2 separate regions of the Sus scrofa genome follow, and region 2 is linked to region 1. The links are chromatin contacts, called in public HiChIP or PLAC-seq maps. All regions are on one chromosome and are shown on one strand. Each heading gives the region's core, a stretch centred on a gene start, on an enhancer-like site or on the middle of the called end of the contact. The rest is flanking DNA. Distances are from core to core; before and after follow the strand shown. Region 1 overlaps GLE1 (nucleoporin GLE1). Region 2 overlaps SPTAN1 (spectrin alpha chain, non-erythrocytic 1).

Region 1 (3,062 bases), core at 191-2,690:
CGGAAGAATGAAAACTGTATGATCTTCAAATAGACGTAGAAAAAGCCTTTGACAAGATCCAACACCCATTTCTGATAGAAACCCTTCAGAAAGTGGGCATAGAGGGAACCTACCTCAACATAATAAAGGCTGTATGTGACAAACCCACAGCAACATCATTCTCAGTGGTGAAAAGCTGAAAGAATTCCTGCTGAGATCAGGAATCTCGCCACTACCATTCAACATAGTTTTGGAAGTCCTAGCCTAGCAATCAGAAGTAAAAGAAATAAAAGGAATCCAAATTGGAAATTGTTTTTGTCTTTTTAGAGCCACACCCCCAGCATATGGAATTTCCCAGGCTAAGGGTCGCATCAGAGCTGTAGCTGCTGGCCTACGCCACCACAGCCACAGCAACTCAGATCCCCAACCCACTGAGCGGGGCCAAGGATCGAACCTGCGTCCTCCTGCATACTAGTCAGTCGAGTTTGTTACCACTGAGCCACAATGGGAACTCCAAATCTCTTTTAAATGTTGTTGGCAAAATAACAAAAAACTAAATAGAAAATCCTGGATTCAGAAACCTGACATTTTAACCTCTTCCAAATTCCCCAGATATCCTGCGATAATGATGACATACAATCCTGAATGAAACCAAGGAGTCAAACCCCCTCAGTAAATCCATTGGTGAAACTGATTGGTCAGCTGGTTTGCTTGACTCTGTTGTGGGCTTCACCTTCAAGTACCCATCCTACCCTCTCAACTCACTGGCATTTCACTGGGGGAAAGGCATTGGCAACACCCAGCACACCTGATCACAGAGGCTTTGGGAAGGAAGAGGACTCCCTTCTCCTTTATCCCCTTGTCTGTGTTTTTTTTTTTTTATTTTTATACGTTCATTTTTTCTTTTGTTTTTAGGGCTACACCTACAGCATACAGGTTCCCAGGCTAGGGGTCAGACTGTAGCTGTAGCCACTGCCCTACGTCACAGTCATAGCAACACAAGATCCGAGCCACATCTGCGACCTATGCCACAGCTCACGGCAACACTGGATCCCTAACCCACTGAGCAAGGCCAGGGACAACCCATGGCATGGTTGCTAGTCAAGTTTGTTAACCACCGAGCCATGACAGGAACTCTTTTTTTTTTTTTTTTTTTGCCACACCCACAGCATGTGGAAGTTCCCAGCGCCAGGGGATCTAATGTGAGCTGTTGCTGTGACCTATGCTACAGCAGCAGCAAAGCCAAATCCTTAATCTACTGCACCAGGCCGGGGATTGAACCCTCACCACTGCAAAGACAACCCTGATCTTTATCCTGCAGTGTCACGGTGGGAACGTCTTTATCCCTTGTTTGGAGAAACTGTTGAGACCACTTAGTAAAGCGACATGGTCCTTAGTCCAGGAGACATCTCTGAGTCATTCGATGTGCCCTTTCCTCCACATCAGCCGGCACCTACGTCCTCTCCGCAAGGTAGGTGTCAGTCACAGCTGTGACTCACGTGTCCTCTTTCTCTCCCTGTAGGATCGAAGCCATCACAAGCTCAGGACAGATGGGTTCCTTCATACGCCTCAAGCAGTTCTTGGAGGTAAGATGCTTTTAGACCAGCACCTCCCAAACTGTGCTGGCCTCCAGTGCACCTCTGTCTGACAAGGCCTGAACCTCTGGACTCTGACTTCAGTCTCTCCCTCTTGATTTTTCCAAAACCTGCTTTTTCATCCATTGCTCTCTCTTCACCTTAAGAGCTGCCGTTTCATCATCTTCCTGTGTGTCATTGTCCATGGTGCCTGTGGGGAAGCTCTCTAAGAGAGGAGTAAAATAGTTGAATGAACCTTATCTCACCGGTACTTTTTTTTTTTTTTTTTTTTTTTTTTGTCTTTTTGCCTTTTCTAGGACCACACCCCGGCATACGGAGGTTCCCAGGCTAGGGTTCTAATCAGAGCTGTAGCCGCTCGCCTTCGCCAGAGCCACAGCAACGTGGGATCCGAGCCGCGTCTGTGACCTAGACCACAGCTCACAGTAACTTGGGATCCTTAACCCACTGAGCAAGGCCAGGGATCGAACTCGCAACCTCATGGTTCCTAGTCGATTCATTAACCACTGCGCCATGACGGGAACTCCCTCACCGGTACATTTTTTGCATGTTGGCCAAGGTTCTTTTCTCAGTCTCAGGTCTGGGGAGCTGGCACATGTCACTTTCTCCATGAGACCACACTGTACTTTCAACCAGACTCCTCTCCTTCTTCCCAGTGCCAAAAATCTTTAAGAGGTGAATTTTGGCAAATAGTCGAGAACTGTGGTACGTCTGCCAAGAGAGCCCGCAGACTTGCAGTTTCCCCCAGCCCAGTTGGGGGAGTGGCAGTAGTGAAGGGGGAGGCCAGGCTGGGGAGGTCAGAGCAGGACAGAGTCATAGCGCGTGGCGTGTGTCCTCTGTTGCAGCGCATGCAGAAAGGGAAGTCTTACGCACAAGCTTTTGTTCGTTTGTTTATTTGACCACCATTTCTTCGGACCAGCTCACACTTGCTGTCCCTCAGTGTCCTCCCACTGGCAAGTGCTGGAAGCAGCATTATCAGAAAATCATTCTGTTCTCTTTATCTTTCCCTGACCAGAAATGTTTGCAGCACAAGGATATTCCTGTCCCCAAGGGCTTTCTGACTTCCACCTTCTGGCGTTCCTGATGTCACTCCGTTTGTCACCATGTTGCAAGGGGGCAATAATAAAGCCACTGAAGACAGCTGTATTTGGGAGAAGTCGTGTAACTCTGTATTTTTATGTGTTTGTACGTCGTGACTTGGGAAGAGATTTTTGTGGGTCACAAATCTAGACGGTCCCTTAGTAGATTGATGACCCCTTAAGGGGGGGGCCACACAACAGAGTAAATGGAATTGGCCTTTCTCATTTTTACAAAAAACTTGCAGAACAAAAGAAAATTATGAGAAGATTTTAGCACTTGATCTCATCCTCTGTTTCCTTTGTCTCCAGCATCTTTTAGAAGGCAGGTTGATACCGTGACCATTTCACATTTCACCCTCAGCTGAAGTGACCTGCCACTTTCACGCCACCCCCACCCCCCCGCCCCTCCCGC
Region 2 (3,062 bases), core at 228-2,727, 64 kb after region 1:
ACTAGTCACCCAAAATAACTGTTCTCTTCTGGGGACCTGCAGCGCGGGCCGGGCAGGGCAGAGCCGTCCTGCCCACCTTGACCTCTCGCCTTCGTTTGCCACCAGGAGGAGAAGATTGCTGCTCTGCAGTCCTTTGCCGACCAGCTCATCGCCGCTGGCCACTATGCCAAAGGCGACATCTCCAGCCGGCGCAATGAGGTTCTGGACAGGTGGGTGTCTGGCGCTGGCGGGTCTCGCCGCCCTGTGTGAGAGCCCTGGCCAGCCTCGTTCTGTCGGATGCTCACCTTTGGTTCCGCTTTCTCAGGTGGCGCCGTCTGAAAGCTCAGATGATTGAGAAAAGGTCGAAGCTGGGAGAATCGCAGACCCTCCAGCAGTTCAGCCGGGACGTGGACGAGATCGAGGCTTGGATCAGCGAGAAGTTACAGACGGCGAGCGATGAGTCGTACAAGGACCCCACCAACATCCAGGTGAGCCGAGCGGATCAGCTCTTCATCTCCAAGTAGCCCGTGTGATCAAGGAGGCTTTGCTCATCTTTAAAAAGGGGGATCCAATTTCCTTTTGGCCACAGTGATGCCAGGGAAAGGTCACTAAGGTCGTCAAGCAGGACGGGTGGGAAAGCCTCACTTAAATGATCGGAGCCATTTCAGAAGCTCCTTTTCTCATTCGTCTCTTTTGACTCCGTGTCTGCTACTAAAGAGTCTGCAGAAAAGCCCCCTTGTGTTTGCTGTGCCCGAATGCTGACCCTCCCAGGAGAACTATGACAGCAAAACGAGTGTCTATTGAGTAGCTCCTACGTATGTTCACACCCGTGTACTGAACTCTTGTTGTTTTAATCTGTTTTGTAGCTTTCCAAGCTGCTGGTAAGTTTTATGTTCCTTAAGTGAGTTTTAGTTGGTGCGCTGCAGTGTTTGTGCTGTTGTTGTGTATAGATTCCCATTCCCGCGGCCACACAGTCTGCCAGTGTCGCCTCATTCATGCTCTTCATCTGTAACCGTCCATCACCCCATCCTCGTGTCCTGTGGGATGTGGCTTCCTCTGTCATAATCAGCCTGCAGCCCTCCACTCCCTCCCCCTTCCCCATCATGTAGGCAAGTTCTGTACAATGTTTGATTTGGGGGGCAGCAGTTGACAGCTTTCTTTTGAGCAGTGTGCTTCTTAAAACATGAAGTAGTAAGAAAAAAGGGGGGGTGGAGTAGCTTCTTTTCTGTGTAAGTTTGGGCTTTTCTTGCTGTGGGCACGTGGCTCCTGGTGGCCTAGCACAGGCCAGGTGTGAGAGTCTCCTTACCCAGGCCGTCTGGCCTCCAGCGGAGCCGGTCACTTGGAAGGGGTCAGCTAGAGATCCTGGGAGTGGCAGCTGATCTGAGGGGGACCAGGGCTGAGAGGTTAAGATGAAAGCGGACGCTACCCAAGGGGCAGTGGAAGAGCCTCTTAGTCAAAGTGTAGCTTAGAGAGCTTCCTTGTGGCACACCAGCTAAGGATCTGGTATTGTCACTGCAACTGCTGAGGTCATTGCTGTGGCTTGGAGTTCACCCCTAGCCTGGAAACTTCCATATTTCGCAGGCATGGCAAAAAAAAAAAAAAAAAAAGTTGGTGGAAGAAATGAGGAAATGTGAAGTGTAGCGGGTAGATTTTGAGCCAAAGGGTGACCAGAACAAGAAGCAGAAGAGGGAGCTGGGCTTTTGTCAGGCTGTGTAGGAATTGGAGGAATGTTTTTATCCTCTCGTACGTGGGCTCAGGCGTCAGAGTTCACGGTGAGGACGCATCATCTTCGTGCTGCGTGTTGCCAACCACGTGGCTCCATCTTTCGACAGGTGCTGCCCCTGAAATGAAACATTTGACGCAGACTCCTTCCCCAGTTGTACTGCTTTTTTTTCTTCTAGATCCTTTATCCCCAGATAACATTCTTGCCTGAGACCCTGCATTTCTCACCCAGAATTGTCCCACAGCTGTGTCCCCGTGCTTGTCTATTGCGGTGTTCCTGCCCCTTTGGTTTCCCTGTGGGTTCCCACTTACCCAGCCAGGCCCTAGCCGCAGAAGCCCGTCATTCTCCCAGCCCAGCCCTCTCCTCTCCTCTCCCAGAGAGAAATTCTTCCTTCCAGCCAAGCCTGGGTGTTGACTTAGCCTGGAGTTTGGGCTGATGATAGCTGCTGAATGAGAAGTCAGCCAAGCCAAGGTCTGCGCAGCTGTAGGCTTCTCCTCTGTCCACAGGGGCAGCCTGCCTCTCGGATGCCTGGCTTCCTAGTGATCACTGCCTTAGGTGACAGAAAGGCCACACGTGTGTCATTTGTTAGAGCTTCTGTCCACTAAGGAGAAAGCTGTGGATAGAAATGGATGTAGAAGGGATTCAAAACTCTAGCTGCTGTGGCGTTCCTGTGGTGGCTCAGCAGGTTAAGAACCCGACTAGTATCCATGAGGACGTGGGTTTGATCCCTGGCCTCGCTCAGTGGGTTAAGGATCCGGCGATGCCATGAGCTGTGGTGTAGGTTGCAGATGCGGCTTGGATCCAGTGTGGCTGTGGCATAGGCAGCTCCCACAGGCGTCCTCGCCCAGAAACTTCCACATGCCGCAGGTACAGCTGTAGAAAGAGAAAAAAATCCCTCTACAGTGGCCGTCTCCTGCGAAACGTTAGCAAGTGTGGGATTCTCGGGTCTCACTCCCAGGTGGCTCATCCAGTTGTTCTAAGAGTTGCCTCAGGTCGCCTGCCCCTGAGCTCCGGCCTTCCGGCGGGCGGGCAGGCGGGTCCTTCAAGTTTGCTTCCCCCTCCTGCTCTCCATCCCGGGAATCCCTGCTCCCTGAGAGCCAGCCTACTGGCAGGACCTGGTTTGGAAAGGTTGGGGTTTTTGGTGTTTTCAGAGCAAGCACCAGAAGCACCAGGCCTTCGAGGCCGAGCTGCACGCCAATGCCGACCGGATCCGCGGCGTCATCGACACGGGCAACTCCCTCATCGAGCGCGGGGCCTGCGCCGGCAGCGAGGAGGCCGTCAAGGTACCATCCCCCAGCCCCCTCGTGACCCAGGGGCGGGGGGACGGGGGGGGGGCAGGTACCGTCCGGGCTCCCGTCAG

Evidence for each region. HiChIP or PLAC-seq counts read pairs in DNA pulled down with a chosen protein or histone mark.
Region 2: a contact with region 1 is called in an H3K27ac HiChIP or PLAC-seq map of alveolar macrophages. The contact joins two enhancer-like sites. A contact is called at or near these places in 2 of 47 Hi-C or Micro-C datasets (epiblast stem cells and liver) and 2 of 2 datasets of contacts at active chromatin or transcription factors (alveolar macrophages and skeletal muscle).

Annotation. Positions count from the first base shown.
Region 1 is chr1:268,918,696-268,921,757 of Sscrofa11.1, forward strand. It overlaps GLE1 (nucleoporin GLE1), which reads left to right. Exons shown (of 16, transcript XM_003122222.5): 15 at 1,502-1,565; 16 at 2,587-3,062. The coding sequence ends at 2,655. Among named protein-coding and RNA genes, the nearest start is that of SPTAN1, 16 kb to the right of the region's middle. Within about 2 kb of position 1,441, at least 4 of the 83 cell types and tissues checked have an H3K27ac peak or open chromatin away from gene starts, as enhancers often do. A contact at or near this core is called in alveolar macrophages, where this site is marked.
Region 2 is chr1:268,982,789-268,985,850 of Sscrofa11.1, forward strand. SPTAN1 (spectrin alpha chain, non-erythrocytic 1) reads left to right here. Exons shown (of 59, transcript XM_013993907.2): 37 at 106-209; 38 at 305-467; 39 at 846-860; 40 at 2,854-2,985. Among named protein-coding and RNA genes, the nearest start is that of WDR34, 47 kb to the right of the region's middle. Within about 2 kb of position 1,478, at least 2 of the 83 cell types and tissues checked have an H3K27ac peak or open chromatin away from gene starts, as enhancers often do. A contact at or near this core is called in alveolar macrophages, where this site is marked.